2 separate regions of the Gossypium hirsutum genome follow, and region 1 is linked to region 2. Evidence: chromatin contacts called from public Hi-C data. All regions are on one chromosome and are shown on one strand. The core of a region is the stretch at or near the end of the contact, and the rest is flanking DNA. Distances in the headings are between cores, read along the strand shown. Region 1 has its middle 26 kb from the start of LOC107909699. Region 2 holds the start of LOC107909698 (protein DETOXIFICATION 29).

Region 1 (3,228 bases), core at 177-2,676, 47 kb after region 2:
TGCTGACGTAGAGGGACCTATTTTGAATAATAGATATGGATGCATTTTTTAACAAAATGATCCGTTTACTCTTTGATTAAACGTATATGGATTAATTTGCTCATTTTTTTGAATAAAAGGGACATAATGCAATCTAACTCTTAGTATAAGGGTTTCTACTATTACCTAAAATGTAGAATTGAATTTGAATATTTAAAAAAATATATATTTAAAAAATTTGTAAGTTGATACAATTTTAACAGGGTTTTGGTTCTCTTAATGTTTAGATTTGAGCAAACTATACTATCAGTCTTTTAATTATGGTTAAGTTTTTTTGTCACTTAATTAAAAAAAAAGTTACAATTTTGATCATTATCGTTTTTTGAAATTGTTTTTCTGATCACCTGACGGTTTAGTGGCTAACAGGAGCACTTTTTAGTTGGTACTATAACAATTTTAGTTATCGGCTTTTAAACTTTTTGTCAATTTAATCTTGATTTTATATAAAAATGATAAAAATAGAATTTTTTTTAAAAAATTAGAAAGTTCCGAAGAATATAAAAATTCAAAAAAATAAAAATAGATAAAATTTCAAAAAATTCATAAAGTGAGAGAAAATGAGGTAAAATTATTTTTAAACCCTCCAAAATTTCTTTGTAGTATTTGTATAAAAATATTGAATACCCATTCTTTAAAAATAGAAAAATTAGAAACATTAAGCAAAATTGGTAGTTCTCTATTTTTGACTTCTTTGGTTTTTATAAGAAAAGAAAAAAAATTAGAATATAATTTGTTTTTACGATTTGAGTTTTAAAAGATAAATTTGAATTAATTGAAATTTTGAATTGAGTCTGAAAAAGAAAATTTCGTAATATATTTTGTGTTTTTTTGTTAAAGAAATGATATTAGAGTTGATTTCATAAGTCTCTATAATATCAATTATGGAAGAAATTCTTCAACAACATGGAACTCAGTTTGAAAATATTGCTAATATGGTTTCGAGGAAGTATACATTTGAAATTTTATATTTAATTTTTATATTGAAATATCTAGTTTTTATTAAATAATTTTAAATTTTTTTTATTTTATATAAAACCAAGGTCAAATTAATAAAAAGAAGAAGAATTGAGGATTAAAATTATTCTTATACTAACTAAAAAAATGTCATCATTAACTACTTAAGGTTGAGTGAAAACAGTAATAATTTTGAAAACAATAATGATCAAATTATAGTATCTTTTTAATTAAGTGACTAAAATAAAAATTTATCTATTAATAAAATAATATGCAATGAGTTTATGAAAAACATGAGCAACTGAAGTAAATTATAGGAGTGAAGGTAGAAGCCCATTAGAGCCGAACTCGAAGTTGATAAAATTATGTGGAGTTTAGGCTCATATGATAGAAGAAGTTTTGGTTCAGCATTCATTGCATGATTATGGGTTTTTCTAACTTTCTCCAGGGCATTACTTTAAAACTGTTGAAGAATGGGTTGATTCCTTGGCACATGGGGACACATTTAGACTGGGCTTTAACTTCAATATCATGGGGGATCAACCCCATTTATGATACTCCATAATTATATCTACCAGAATTAATGAGGGATGGAAATCGAGGGCAATTTATCAAAAAAAGTAGTTTTTTTTTTAAATTTATCGAAATGGGTCAATTTTTTGATTATTTACCGGAATTGACCATTTTTCTACGAAATCGCATCCACGTCAGCGCGATGTCAGGGTACGTGTCAGAACATCGCGTCCACGTCAGTGCGATTTGCTTACGTGGACACAAATCGCGCCTACGAGGACTCGATTTGCTGACGTGGATGAACAGTTTATGCTTTTAAGCTTGGAAAACTTTGAAAGGCCATAACTTTTGGCTCGGTTGTCCGATTGAGACGATTTTTTTTTATTTCGAATAACTTTTTGAGATCTACACGCTGACAAATTGCCGAAGGCGGTTTGCCACAGTTTTCGTCGAAAAAGATCCTTTTTGCCCCTAAATTTTGATTTTTTCAGTTTAAAATTGAATTTTGAAACATTCAAATCATTATTTTCCTTATTTATTTGAAGTAAACACCGGATCTTTTTTTACAGAATTGTCTTATATCATCCTGTTATAGGTATAAGTCAGCTCATTCCACTTTTGAGAAGTTCCCTAAAATTTTCCATTTTATTCAATTTTGTCCCAAAAACCTAAATAGTCATATTTTCAAATCTAAGCTTCGTTTTTCAATTCAAATTCAATTTCATCCTTCCATGACATTCAAATATTCTTAAATACAAAAATTTCATGCTAATTTTGAAATAATTACACTTTAGTCCCTAACTCGTAACTAACAAATTATACTTTACAAATTCGTCCCTATTCATCTCTAAGAAGTTTGTCAGCGCGTAGATCTCGAAAAGTTATTCGAAATAAAATAAATCGTCTCAATCGGACAATCGAGCCAAAAGTTATGGCCTTACAATTTTTTTCAAGCTAAAAAACATAAACTGTTCATGCCACGTCAGCAAATCGCGTCCTCTAGGGCGCGATTTCCGTCCACGTTAGCAAGTCGCGTTGATGTGGACGCGATTTCCTGGCCCGTACCCTGACATCGCGCTGACGTGGACGCGATTTCGCGGAAAATGGACCATTCCGGTAAATAATTAAATAGTTGGCCCATTTCGGTAAATTTTAAAAAAAAGGGCTTTTATTGGTAAAATACCTGAAAATCGAAAACCGACTACAATATCACAATACATTTACTTGCTATAAAAAAAACCAACCACTTATTTTTAGGGGTGTAAATTCAGTCGATTCGATTCTTTATATAAAAAATAAAATAAATTGAATTATTTACATAAATTAAATAAATCAAATTGAAAATTTTCGGTTCTATTTGGTTTTGCAATTTTTAGATATTTTTAATTATCTTCTTTCTTCGTATTACTTTTAATTTTATAAAAATTCATTATAAAAATATTAAAAATCAAATCAAACATTTTAATCAACCCAAAAAATATTTATTTTACCAACATACAATTTCCATGTCTTCTACTATTCTTAATGGGCATATATCAATTCGGGTTTTTGTATATTAAATATTAAAAATTAAAAATGAATATCATTAAAAAAATTAAATTATCAATTTGAGTTTTAAATATTAATGGAATTGAGCTATTAAGAGTATTAAATTTTAATAGGTATTTGGGTTTAAAGTTTAAATTTAGATTTGGGTGTATAAATAGATTATGGGCTTTTAGC
Region 2 (3,425 bases), core at 258-2,757:
AGACCTAATTCATTTTTAAAAGTGATTTTAAGTTTTCTGCCTAGGTGACTTACCAGAGCATTACTGCTGAAGCTAAAGACAATCTAACAAAACCCCACAGATGTTGAAATGCCTTCCCAGAGAAGCCGGTCCAAGTCCGATCACATGCACCGCTAATTATGTACAAAAACTGAGCCACAACAATGAAAATCCACGACATATTTAAAACAACGGCTGCACCCACTAGGCCCCATCCCAGCTTTAGCATCAAGAGCCAGCTTAATACAGTGTGCAGAACCAACGCCACTCCAGCTATCACCGCCATCACCATGATCTTGCTCTGCGCCTGTAAGAACTTCGCCATCGGAAAGTTGAACGCGTAAGCAAACAGTTGAGGCAACATCCATATTGCAAACATTCCGGCCGCCTTCGATATGCTTTCTGTTTGGCCTATTACCCTCAAAAATTTTGCCGCAAATATGTATAACAAGCTTAACATCAAAGCCGTTGAGTTGAGGATGACCCATGATCTTTGCATGTACACCCCTAACATATCAACCTGCCCTGCTCCAAATGCTTGGCCGCATAAAGTTTCGAGTGCACTTCCCATCCCAAGCTATTCAAGTTTTAATCAAGTATTGTGTGATTACTGTTATTTGTAACTAAGCTAACAAAACTAAAACTATTAACAAAGGAAATTTAATTTACAGATTTACCATGACGCCAAAGGAGAAACCGGCGATGACTGAATTCTCCACGGAGACGGCGGCAAGAGCTAGAGTGCCAACTTGGCCGGAAAAGACTTGAGTGATAGCGCCGAGGGAGTATCGGCAGAGAGATGTGAAGATGGCGGGGCCAGCAAGGAACCAGAGCTTCTTGGACTCTATCAGGTATTCTCTGAAGAAGTCACGGACGCCGTTGATCGGTGGGATGTCATCGATGCCGGGCGTGAAGGTGGTGTTTGATGGTCTAGAAAGTAACTGCTCCTGGTGGTGGCTGTCCTCGCCGACTAGCCGAGGGGAAAGAAGCGGTTGCTCAGCGTCCTCCATAGCCATAGGAGAGCACAAAGAGCAATCGGCCAAGATATATATAGATTATATGTTTGGCTAGAAGAATGCTGTGGTTGGAGATTGAGGTAGGGTTTGGATGGACGATTAGGTGCAGTACGGTGTGTTTAGTTTATTTTTTGTCTCACGCTACAGTATTGCTATAGTATCTAATTTTACCGTCACCGCTGTTTTTACACTAACCGCAGGTAAATGCACCGCCTATCTAAACTTACTCTGAAACGGTATAAATTTCTATTCGAATTTAAAAATAAAATTAAATCCGGGCAATTTATGTAAATATGTTGAAAAAAAAACATTTCAGAAATTACACTATCTTTTTAAAAAATTACCGAAACGACTTTTTTTTTATTATAAATTTTATCGATAATTTTTCCTACCATCAAATGTTTTGGTTTTTTTTGCTACATATGACTTTATTTCGGTCTAACATTCCTTTGGTATAAAATGATTTTGCAAAACATGATCAACTCCTTAATACAATGTTTTTATTCTTTTTCTTAAGGGCGAAAACAAAGTTAATATTTTACGCTTTATTCTTGCTCAACCTTTTTTACCATTATTTTAATATTTTAAATATTTATATTGTTATTTTAAAATTGTTTGGATATATTAGAATTAGAATAAAGGGGTTTTTTTTACTTAAATAATATAAAAAATAATATTTAAATACTAAAATGGTATTCTGGTTGAGGTTTATCTTGATCTAAATAGATAATTATATTTAATTAAGTACTTCAATTAACCTCAAACTTCAATTCAATTCATAATTCACCATTTATATAAAATTACTAATTTATCCCTAACATTTTAACTTTTTATAATTTAGTCCTTAAGCTTATAATTTAAAATCTAACTATTTTAATCTAAATCCATGTTAATCAAACATGCAAGGGACCTTAAAAAAACTCTTATTTACCATCATTTCACAAACAAACCCTAGAATTTATACCTTTAACAAATTAGTCCATAATTCCAAAATTCATCAAAAATCTTTTAACAAAACTTGTTTAATTTTCAACAAAGATTCATAATCCATCGTTTAAAATCACAAACTATTCAAAAACATCCATGGCATAACCCTTAAGCTTTAACGGTTTTACAAATTGACCCTTGGGCTAGCTAGATTATGCTACAACAAACTCAAAAACATAAAAATCATTAAAAACGGGGCTCAGAATCACTTAGATGCACTAAAAGAAGCTTGGACGAACCTAGACCTAACCTTAAATGATGAATTTCGATGGTGATAGGAAGAAATGAAGAAGATGAACATGTTTTCTTAGTTTATTTTAGTTTTATTTATTCATCTACCTTTTCGCACTTTAAAAACTATCAAAATTGCAATAAAACCTAATCCATATAAATCCACTAACTAATCAAATGGTCTAATTACCATTTAATTCCTTTAGTTTAAGATTCCATGCCTATTAGACTTCTTTAGCTAATAGAACTCAACTTTTTCATATTTTACTGTTTAGTCTTTTTTACTTAATTAATTAAGCAAACATCAAATTTTCTTAACGAAATTTTAATACGACCTTACTATAATTCCATATAAATTAAAATAATAATAAAATAATAATTTACTCATCAAATTTGTGGTCTCAAAACCACTATTTCGATTTCACTGAAAATGAGTTGTTACATAAATTGATTGATATTATCAAAATTAAATTGAATTTATGCAAAGAATATGACTTTTTTTTTCAAATTAAAAATCAATGTCAAATTTTTTTATTTTTTTTCAATTTTCTATTTAGGCCTTAAATTGAAAATGATTTTTATTAAGCGGAGCAATTTATTCAATAACAAATTTACCAAATGTTTTGTTATATAAAAAAATGGGGAGATTGTTAAACTAAGGTTTATTTGATAATATGTTTTGATATAAAAAATTAAATTATTTTTGAATAAAAGTTGGAGTTGAACAAAATTACAAAATATTGGAAAAATAATTTCTCAAATGAAGTCTAAGAGAAGAAAATTTTGAACACTTATTTTGAAGTCTTAGAAAATTTTTGAATCAACTTTAAAATAAAGTTAAAATTATTTTAAACAAGTAAGAATTCTTTCAAATAATCAAACTATTTTTAAAATAAGTCAATATATCTCTAGATACTTTTTGGCGAAGTATCGATGGTTTTCAAAATATTAATCCCTCTTTTAAAAATGATACCAAATTGACATTCTGTTTTTCACAAATTCAACTAAGTATCGATCTAGTATTGATAATTTTCATATGGTATCGATAACATTTTTCTGGTATCGATATCTTCATCTCCAATGATCACTGAATGCTGTAGTTAATGTAAAAATTAATGATAAATTTTTAGTTGGTATCGATACTCGCTGTTGCAAGTGAGTTTTCACATCCTT

What was found. Hi-C and Micro-C count contacts between places; a contact is called where the count stands out from the background.
Region 1: a contact with region 2 is called in a Hi-C map of hypocotyl, with 2.1 times the contacts expected there. The contact joins the enhancer-like site here to the promoter of LOC107909698 in region 2. A contact is called at or near these places in 5 of 34 Hi-C or Micro-C datasets (anther, callus, hypocotyl and 2 more).

What each region holds. Positions count from the first base shown.
Region 1 is chrD02:60,264,050-60,267,277 of Gossypium_hirsutum_v2.1, forward strand. No RefSeq gene overlaps it. Among protein-coding and RNA genes, the nearest start is that of LOC107909699, 26 kb to the left of the region's middle. Within about 2 kb of position 1,427, at least 2 of the 9 cell types and tissues checked have an H3K27ac peak or open chromatin away from gene starts, as enhancers often do. A contact at or near this core is called in hypocotyl and leaf, where this site is marked.
Region 2 is chrD02:60,217,313-60,220,737 of Gossypium_hirsutum_v2.1, forward strand. It overlaps LOC107909698 (protein DETOXIFICATION 29), which reads right to left and starts at 1,508. Exons shown (of 8, transcript XM_016837325.2): 1 at 696-1,508; 2 at 54-595. The coding sequence starts at 1,034.